Linked DNA regions of Mus musculus: region 1 is linked to region 2. The links are chromatin contacts, called in public Hi-C maps. All regions are on one chromosome and are shown on one strand. Each heading gives the region's core, a stretch centred on a gene start, on an enhancer-like site or on the middle of the called end of the contact. The rest is flanking DNA. Distances are from core to core; before and after follow the strand shown. Region 1 holds the start of Atad2 (ATPase family, AAA domain containing 2). Region 2 overlaps Gm35682 (a long non-coding RNA gene).

Region 1 (5,012 bases), core at 707-3,206, 530 kb before region 2:
AGGAAAGAAACTCTTGATTCAATCCCAGGCACCACATAAATGGTGTGATGGTACAGATGTGTAATTCAGCACTCAAGGGGTAGAAAACAGGAGTATTATAGATGAATATCAAGGTCCAACTAAATGCCCACTGGGATCTCCAGTTTCTTCTGCCTCAGAACAAAGAATTGAGACAGGGATATGTGGATAGTGGTAGAAACAGAAACTGCTACTACATACATACATACACACGTTTTGTTTTAGAAAAAAGTTTTTTTTGTGTGTAGTCTTATAAACCAGGCTGGCCTACTACTCATGAGATCCACCTGCCTCTGCCTCCTGAGTGCTGGGATTAAAGGCGTGAATGAACCACCACTGCCAGCTACAGAAACTGTTTATTAAGAGAGTACCTCAAATCAAAATGGGCCAGGGCTGGAAAGGTTAGAAGTTCAATGGAATCTGTTCCTATTGAATTGGGACATTTATATCTCTTGTTTAACAAAGCTTTTTATTTATTTATTTTTAATGCCAAATGGCCTCTGTATCAATTAAGAATGACAGAGGTGATTTATCTGTTACGTAGACAGCCACCCTGGGCTACTCCATGGTGATCTTGATGGCTTTGTTTGGGGCAGAGGTTGTCAGTCTTCCACCACCAGCTGCCACAGAGGGTCCTATCATCGGCCTTATGTCAGACCCAGAAGGTCTGAGAGATTTTTCTGCGGAGGAGGAATTCTGGGGAGCTGAGGTACCTTTGCAAGGCAGGGTAGAGCAGTCAACCCGTGTCCACAGTTTGGACTGGGCTCTGGCAGTGGGTGAGGGATGGGGTAGTTCTTTGCCAAGTGGCCAGTTAGCATCTGGGAAGCAGGTCCAGGTGGAGTCTGTTACTGCTCATCTTCCTCAGCTGAGGCTAGCAGAGCTGGTATTGTCTGCCGGGGGAAGCCATTTTCATGAAACACCTTAAAATGTCAGTCAGAAGCCGGGCGTGGTGGCACACGCCTTTAATCCCAGCACTTGGGAGGCAGAGACAGGCAGATTTCTGAGTTCGAGGCCAAGCCTGGTCTACAGAGTGAGTTCCAGGACAGCCAGGGTTATACAGAGAAACCCTGTCCCGAAAAACAAAACAAAACAAAAAAAAAATAAATAAATAAGTAAATAAATAAAATAAAAATGTCAGTCAGCAGATCTCTTTGAGGGGTTTGAGAGCCATCATATAATCTATTATGTATACCCCTAATTAAAAAAAAAATGTTGCATTTAATTACTTTTTTTACGCTTAACCTTGACAAAATAGACACAGCAAAAGCTTGTCTCTGTAAATGAATTACATTTGTACCTAGCACGACTACAAACCATTCTGAGCACAGGAAAGAATTTGATCATTTATAAGGTGACTGGCCATTAACTTTATGTCGTAATTACTTTACAAGTTAGCTTTTTTTTTTTTTAATCCCGGGTAAGTTTATATGACTCATTCTATCCCAATAGCTGTTGCCAGTTCTTTTAGCTGTCTTTAAGGACCATTATATTTTCTTTCTTTCGTGCAGTTTATTTTTGTTAGTTCATCAATAAAAACCTCTTCAAGTCTCAAAGTCAAACCTATCGGAGGCAAAGTGCTTGGTTTAAGGACCTTTTTTTTCTGGCGTTTGAAGCCTAGATGGCGGGAAGCCGCCGGCAGGGAGCCAAAGGGCCCTTCCGCCTCCACGCGCCAAAATTCCAAACAAGACGCTGCACCGCTCTCTCCGTCTCCTTCCACTGAGGGCGGAGAGCCGGAACTACAGCTGGAAGAACGACGTCGCAAATTCCTGTGAGGGGGCTCGACGCGGTTCGCTGGCGCCTCGGTTCGCGTCGGCTCCGGTTCCCGCGCTCTTCGGATTGGAGGAGAATTTCGGGTTCGTCGATCTGGGGGTGGGGTCAGGAGGCGTGGCCGGCGGCGGAGGGATTCGGCGCGCGTACGCTGCGGCCGCTGGGCGCGCAGTTTGTGGCGCCAGAATTCAGAGCGCGTGAGCGCCTGAGCAGCCTCCTCCGGAGCCAGGTTCTCCACTTCCCCCGCCTCGGGTTCCGGCTTCTGCAAGCGGGGCACCATGGTGGTCCTCCGCAGCAGCCTGGAGCTGCACAGTCGCTCCACCACCTCCTCGGCCACCGACTCTCTGGACCTGTCCAGTGAGTTCCTCAGCCTGCAGGACAGCGGCGGGAGGCGGCCCAGATTGCGCCGAGCCGGGAGGAAATCGACGGCGTCCAAGGCGGCGGGCGTGAGTACCGACCTAGGGCGGGGAGCTTTGGGCCCCGGGTTGGAGACGCGCGCCCCGCTCTGGGGTAGTGGGCTGTCGTGGACCAGCGAGGTGGAAGGTTCTGGAAAGACAGAACTGGCTGGAAGCGGGCAGAGCAAGTTGGTCGCCACCTCTTTCTACGCAAGAGGAAACCTAGAGCCGAAGCGCTGCGTAGGGCCGAGCGGAGGAGCTTTGGGCCGACCTTGTGCTCCCCCCATCACCTCCTTCCCGGTTCCTTCCCCGGGTCGCGTCAGTCAGGGGAGTGCGAACCCCCTGACTGCTGGAGCGCGTGCACGGGAGCATCTTGAGTTGTGGGCCCAGACAGTAAAGAGTCCACTGACCTCCATGTACGGTCCAGGGAGGTTCCATCGTGAGACTCAAGCGAAGTAAAATATCAGGTTGCATAATATGGAGGGACGAACGGCGACATTGCGTGGTTGCACTTTAAGTCTCTTGACAAGCCTTAGAGGACCTTCTGGTTGGTGGTTATCGGTGTGACAGATGAAGACATGGGCTCCAGAAAGGTAAACAGAGAGTGGTAGACAGTTCTGGAATTGGAACTTCGGTTTTTTGTGCCTCCCACAGCTTTCCTTTTCTGGCAGCTTCATGCTGCATTTACAGTCTCTGTAGTGGGAGGTTTGCAAATGCTTCTTGCCCATCACTGGGACCAGTGCGGAGAGATTACACATCGCCCGGCTTCGGCGGTGGTGGAAGGGGGACAGCGGGGACAGCGTTCACCAAAAAGGTTGAGGTTGAGGAAGAAACACTAAAGTTTCCGAAACCGGTAGTGATGGTCCGGTTGCAGTGAGGGAGTAGGAAAACAGACGCGTAGCTGGTCAGGAGACTGGAAGTCTGATCAGGAGCGCTGCGCTGGGAGTGACACAGCAGTGTCCACTTAGTTCAGACAACCCTAATCTTGTATTGGCACTATATAAAGTGAATCACTTGTAGACAGACGTAGCTTCCTTGGGGACTGGGATGAAACAGTCTTCGTTTGTTTGCTTTGTTTTGGTTTGGTTTTTTTTTTTTTTTTTTTTTTTTTTTTTTTTTTTTTGAGACAGGGTTTCTCTGTGTAGCCCTGGCTGTCCTGGAACTCACTTTGTAGACCAGGCTGGCCTCGAACTCAGAAATCCGCTTGCTTCTGCCTCCTGAGTGCTGGTATCAAAGGCGTGCGTCACCACACCCGGCTTATATTTTTGAAATGAAGTCCTCCCTTCTATAAATCAAGGTATTTTTGTAGAGCTTCTAATTAGAGGCTAATTAGGGGTGTTATATCGGATTTTCCTCAAGGACGACAGATTCATATTACAAAACACCATCTATACCAAGCATAAAATAGCTTTGTATTTGAAAAGTTTTATAAACTGGGGGCTTTATATTTAGTCCCATGTAAGTAAAAATGTATGTTTCAAAAACTTAACTCTCAGCCAGGCGTGGTGGCGCACGCCTTTAATGAGGCCAGCCTGGTCTACAGAGTGAGTTCCAGGTCAGCCAGGGCTACACAGAAAAACCCTGTCTCCAAAATCAAAAAACAAAAAAACTTAACTCTCTGCTTACCCTAGTCTTTGAATATTTCTTAATTTCCAGTCACATATTTTTCAACAGATGGTAGAGATACAGATACAGATGGTACTTTGGATGGTAAAATTTATTCACTTTAAATTCATTATTGTGATTTTTCTTGGTTTAATGTTGGAGACAGACCTTAAATTCTGAAGGTATGGAGAGGGACCCATAACTACAATGTACCTTGTTTTAGTTTTGAAGGCAGTTCTGTCATTTCGACTTCAACAGGTTCTCATCTGCACTGACTAGATTTTTTTTTTTTATGTGGTAGTGGACCCTTAAGTTACCAATGTGTAGTGTTTGGTGAGTCATCACCCTCGTTACATTTTCTGGACAAACATGGAAATGACATGGAACACTACTTATTTATTGAGCCTGTTTATCAGTGTACATCTGGAGTCCACATCCCCTTTGTAGAAGATTTCTGGACTTCGCACACTTTCTTGAAGCCCATTCTATGGATGTACTTTTTTTTTTTTTTTTTTGGTTTGGTTTTTTGAGACAGGGTTTCTCTGTGTAGCCTGTCCTGGAACTCACTTTGTAGACCAGGCTGGCATATGACAGACATATGCAACCTTGGACTTCTGATCCTGCTGCTATGCCCCCACCCATACCCTTCCCATTCACATCACCCCAAGTGGTGGGATTGCGGGCAAGTGTCACCCACCATGTCAGGGAGTAAATCCTGTACTTGCAGTTTCATAGCCTGTTCGAATACTTGTGATAAAATAATTATTTTGATTTATTGTTTTGTGGGGAGATATAAAAATCATCCTGTACTAAAAGCAACTATTAACATAATCAGAGAACTATTAGCACCTAAATAAAGTTGGTCTTAACTAAAGTCAAACTTACAGCAGCTTTCTTCATTTATCTTAAAGGATGGATTCACAGTTAAGGGAGCTGAAACCTACCACAACACGCGCTCTTTAAGGTCTCTGAGAAACCAAGCACAAACTTCTTCAGAGTCTAGTTTTGACAAGAACGTGGACAGAACAGAGAAATACTCCAATGGCAGACATTTCACAAGGTAATACAAGAAAAACTGCTTGCTTTTATTTTATGTTTTTTCATTTTACATGACTTGTACATGCATGTACGTGTGTGTGGTAAGTATGTGGATGTGTGTGTGTGTGTGGGGGGGGTGCACTTGGAGGTTAGAGACTGATGTGGAGTGTCGTCCTTGATTGTTCTTTG
Region 2 (5,293 bases), core at 1,266-3,765:
CAGCCTCTCCCCCTGCTGTTATGGGGGTACCATTGCCAGCTGGTGGAGTGGTGGGCACACCTGCTATGGGAAGTCTGTTTCCCTCTGGTCCCCCTTTGCCCTTCAGGAGGCTTTTGTGGAGGCAGTGTGGAGATGAGATAATGGCTGAAGGCCTGGGAAGGGCTGCAGGCCAGGGTTTTTCACTTTGGTGTGTGAATGGGTGAGTGCAGAGGAGAATTTTAGCGAAGGGACAATTATTTAATAATGTCTGTAGTTTCCAAAGTTGAACAAAAGTTATTTTACCCTAGACTTCATTCACCAACATATATTCCGTAAGAGTCTGCAATCATCACATTCAGAAATTTCTCCTACATGAAATGATATATGTAATTATATATGTACATACAACTTTCCACTTTCTCAAATAGATATACATGTATTTGTAAATTACATGCCAAATTCCTTCACTAGCCTCTTCTAAAAGTGTTTATAAAGGAAAAGCAGTAATATACACAGTTAAAAAAAAAACCCAACAACAAACCAAGCCACATCAAAATCACAAGTCCCCGTTCTTCCCTTGGGTATATTTTCCATGTGTTTAAAGCACTCGGCATCTACTAGCTGTTGAGTAAATTTTTCTTGTTGTGCATGGATGTTGAAGCTCAAGCAAAACCTAATAGCATCGGACACACAATTAAAGATGCAGCCATGTGAGGGGTGGGGCCATTGGACCATGGGGGTGGGCTGAGCAATATTTGTTTGAAACTAGATTGCTTTAACTATTATTTAATTTACTGTATGTAGTACTTAGAAAGTTTCTCTGTACTGTGTTACTCTGGAATCTTCTAGAAGTAAATTGGATGCAGTAGGGCAAGGAGGAATTGAATTTCATATAAGGATAGTGTAAGGGTAGAATATTGGTCGAGACAGATGTGTCCTACGAAAAGGAGGTGTGTGTGTATGCGCTCGCGCGCTCGCACATGCTTTGTTTTGTCCTGTGTGGTCAGACCGAATGAAATTCAACCAATAATCAGGCTAGTGGATTGAAATAAAGAAATGCAACCCTTATTTTCAAGGGGCTTTCTTTGGGGATGAGCATGTAGCCATGTGGTGAGACGACAGTACAGCCAGGCAGGGCACATTTCTTTTTCTCTTCTGGTCTGGATTGTGTATGTGGTCTTCTCCTGGGAGTATGATGAGGTTCTTCTAATAAATTCCACAAGGACACTGTTCTTTGATGTCTTTGCAGAGCCTGGAGAAGATCTTGCTTCTGGCCTTTTGAGTCCACTTAAGACAAGTAAGTATCTTTTTGGATGAGCTCGGTTTATGCTATGCAGCTTAGCACAGGCACAGCCCTAACTCAGGACAAATGAATTTTTGGATTTGAGTGGGTCAACTCTCTCTCTCTCTCTCTCTCTCTCTCTCTCTCTCTCTCTCTCTCACACACACACACACACACACACACAGTTTTCTCTGTCTCCAGCTCATTATCTCAGGATACTCTATGAGACAAAAGACATGGTTCTGTGTCTGAAACTGTCTCTGCTCTTCAGGCAGACTCATCTAGTCTAGAGGAGGAGGGAGCTATCTTCATTCCTAATTGAGGCTGTGGGGTCCAGGGAAGAGACCTGATTGACTGGTCTAGAGACATACTTCCTGAACAACCTTTCTCGCATCATGGACCAAGATTTGGCCAGAGCTGTGTAGCTGTCAATCAAGCTCTACTGAATGAAAATGAGGGGCATATTTCTAAAAGGGCAGAGGGAGAAAAAAAAGTAGGAAAAGGCAGACAGGCAGATGAAAATAGCCAATGAGTCCAGTGTGCACTGAAGGATCAGACATGTAGAGAGTAGAGGCCAGGGGACCACAGGGGGATTGCCACCTCTTCTGAGAAGCCTTTTCTAGGAGCTGGATTTGGCTTCTAACCTCCTTGACATGTTCTCTGTAGCTCATGACATGTGTATTCCCATTTGCCTCATCATGGAAGCTTTGAAGGTGAATGTCTTTCTGCTACACCCTGTTTCCTTCCTTCTGGTCATTGACACGGACTTACTGTCTGGATGAAGAAATGAAGAAGCAGGAGAGATAAAGACATAGAGAATGAAAGTCACAGGGAATAATACCCGTGGTTTGCTTGGAACCCCGAACGTGTAACGAAAAGCTCAGTGAACCCCAAAATGTTCGATGATGGCAGGACCTTGTTTTAGGCTGAACTTTTGTGATGGGAAGCAGAGAGCCATGGGAAGATTTTGATCAGGGCTGCTGGCCTCCGGAACGAACAAACAAACGAACAAACAAACGTGTTCCTCCAACCCTCGGCTACTTTATATCTATTTTCCATTCTGTTTTTTCCATGGTTCTTGGGCCGGCACTTCATATGCCTTGGGTTCCTTTGGCCTACGTTCCCCACGTCTGTATCTTTCACCAACTTTTACATCTTTACAAGCTGATTCCGGGCTCCTCAGTGCAGAGGGTGAGGGCGGATTGACCTTTGTGGTGCCAAGTGGGTATGGGGCTAGGTCCACCGGAGCAGCTCTTGGCTGCCCTCTTCTGGACTTTGATGGATACAGCATTGATACATCTTTGTGACATGAAGATTGTATACTTACATATTATTCAGGGGTTTTAATTATAAATCAAACAGATTTGTAGTTTAAATACTTGTCATCACTTTTTATTTAACCAGGTGATATTTTGTATATCCCACAGATATAGTTTTCATTAAAGAAATCTAAGCATTACATAAATGTAAAAAATGCTTGTTTTATTAACTTGTTTATCTCTTTCTTTCCTTCGTTTGAATTGAACTAGCTTTTATCTTAGTTGGAAGGCTGTTGGCAAAGTAGTGTGTTTGAACTTTCTCCTTAATGGACATCTTCTCCAATAAGGCCCAGCCTTGTGCCTTCATTGACGTACAGAAACTGTTAAGTGCATTTTTAGTATTTATGGAAGATTCTCTGTGATGCCGATTAGTGATTTTGATAACAGGTAATTGCTATTTCCAGGGAACTCTGGACTGTCACATGGATCAGAAACTTCCCTGAGACTTGCTGATGCCAATAAAGGATGGACACACATCTTCACTGAACAACTGACTGGAGTCTTGGCTTCACTAGAGATGACAGGATTACCTGCTTCTGAATAACTTGTTTTCTATAGGCCAGCATCTAACTTAACTGCCTTTGCATCTTGGTGAGCAGATACCTGCTTCCTTAGATCCCGCAGTCTTCTCATGGTACCAAGACTGCCTCTTGCTTTCCTGGGTCCATGTGTTAAAGACTTCCCATCTCACCCCACACATTCAAATCCAGACCATCTTTCTCGACCTTTCCAGACCTCCTTTGCAGAGGTTCATTCCCTGCATCATGTTCTATCTTTCTTCTCAACAATATTTCTGTGCTTTCACAAAAGTTACCGGCATCATTTTATAACTTTAACTTTTTTGGTAACATGGTATTTATAAATTTGGACTGCCATCTAACTTTATAGATGTTCATGCCCCATATGTTTCCTAGAATAATAAGATTTTAGTGCCAGGAACTATATCATATACTTGTTTTTTTTTTTTTTTCAGTTTCCAGAATGTTGACTGTCTATTGCTGTATTCAATATATGAGCAGCAAATGCTGTTGATTGATGGGCTGCTATGTCAATTGCTTCTCCTATCTCTAATTAGTATACTTGACTGATAAATTATTTACAAAAGACAGATTGGTACAGGCCATCATTAACACTTCCCTGAAATATTTTCATGCCTTTAGATGCTTCGCAGAATAGATCATCCAAATGGCTCTCTGTGTGTGTATGTGTGCACAATGCAGAGGGAGTCACAGTAAAATCAATCTTTTAATTTCTTGTGGATGCAGGATCATTTCAAACTTCATTCCATATTTTTTTAAACCAAAGTTTTACATGTAGTAACTTTCAGGATCAAACAATTTCGAAAGTCCAGTTGAAAACCACCATACTCCCAGCCCGCATGATTCCCTGTTTCCTAGAACGAGCAGACTCAACACTTTTCATTGGTTATTTTGACATGACCTTTGTGATACTGTTAAGTGTACGGATAACTTTAAGCAGTATATTTCAGCTCCAATTATGACAGCTATTGCACATTTGCTGATCATCCCCACATTGGCACAGTCATTATTCCACTTGTAATCTGCTCAGGCTAATGTTTACTGAATGCAATATCCCATCTACATGGACTCTATTCAGAGCCAAAGCACCATTACTTCTGTTGTTGTGAATGGCATCAGGATAACTTGGAGTTGGTAACCACTTTGATTTCTGTCATTAATTCATCCCAAACTGCTTAATAGTTTAACCCTCTCCTTAGCGCATTAGTTCACATCAGGCATGCTATTGTGTCATTGGGTCATCCATCCTGTGCCCATCTGAGCTGTTCTCCCCTGCACTATTTTTTCCCCTTCTTACCTGTAGTCTGACTTCACGACTATACTCAAACCCCCTTTCCCTGCATCCCTGGGACTCCCTTCTTCACTATCAGATTGATATTCTTATTTCAAAGCTTCCTCACATTCTTTTTCTAGGTTCACCTTATAATTTTAGAAAGGTGACCTTTTGGTTGTACCAATAAAACACCTGTGATTGCATATTGTGTTATTTTAAAAAAAGAGGCAGAGGTATTCACCCCAATTCTAGAGGTTCAGGAACACAGGTGCCAGTAGCTTCTTGGCCTCTTGGCTATGGCACTGCATAGTGGATGGCATTATAATGTCAACATGTATGAGGAGAAACCATACGGCTATATGACATTATAATGTCAACATGTATGAGGAGAAACCATACGGCTATATAGAAGGCTAGACTGGACTGAATAGTGTCTGCACTTTTGAAAAAGCTTTTATTATTATTATTATTTTAAAAACAACTCACCATTACCAGAACCTAGATGAATATTATTAATTACTTCTGAGAGCCATCTCCCGTCAGTGATCTCTGGTAGTTCCTACCAGATCTTATCCATTAAAAGTTCTACCACCTCACACATTGCTGCTCCAGGGACCAAAATGACCGTCAGCTTTTACGGGACAAAAGAGATTCAAGCCATAGCAAGACCCTCCACACATGAAATACTCTTCTTCCACCTCATGTTTAGGTAATGTTTTCTATATCCATAGACCCTTTCTACAGATACCCAGGGCTGTTTTCATCTGCAGCGGTTCACGTCTAGAATAGCTATGGGGAGATCCAGACTCACCTTGAATCTGAAGAGTTCTTTTTGAAATGTTCAGTATTGTATCTTTAACTTGATATTGTCTTCGAAATTAGAGGTGATTATCCCTAACAT

Evidence for each region. Hi-C and Micro-C count contacts between places; a contact is called where the count stands out from the background.
Region 1: a Hi-C map of the N1E-115 cell line shows a contact between it and region 2, with 3 times the contacts expected there. The contact joins the promoter of Atad2 here to the enhancer-like site in region 2. A contact is called at or near these places in 11 of 39 promoter capture datasets (the 3T3-L1 cell line, 3T3-L1-derived adipocytes, the C10 cell line and 6 more), 1 of 15 datasets of contacts at CTCF or cohesin (large pre-B cells), 3 of 484 Hi-C or Micro-C datasets (the HPC-7 cell line, the N1E-115 cell line and cortical neurons), 6 of 115 datasets of contacts at active chromatin or transcription factors (astrocytes, bone marrow-derived macrophages, embryonic limb bud and 3 more) and 2 of 9 other capture datasets (adipose tissue and liver).

The regions. Positions count from the first base shown.
Region 1 is chr15:58,132,026-58,137,037 of GRCm38.p6, reverse strand. It overlaps Atad2 (ATPase family, AAA domain containing 2), which reads left to right and starts at 1,956. Exons shown (of 28, transcript NM_027435.2): 1 at 1,956-2,231; 2 at 4,697-4,845. The coding sequence starts at 2,064.
Region 2 is chr15:57,597,968-57,603,260 of GRCm38.p6, reverse strand. It overlaps Gm35682 (a long non-coding RNA gene), which reads left to right. Exons shown (of 4, transcript XR_384108.2): 2 at 1,229-1,276; 3 at 2,985-3,171. Among named protein-coding and RNA genes, the nearest start is that of Gm35771, 22 kb to the right of the region's middle. Within about 2 kb of position 2,515, at least 2 of the 459 cell types and tissues checked have an H3K27ac peak or open chromatin away from gene starts, as enhancers often do. A contact at or near this core is called in the N1E-115 cell line, where this site is marked.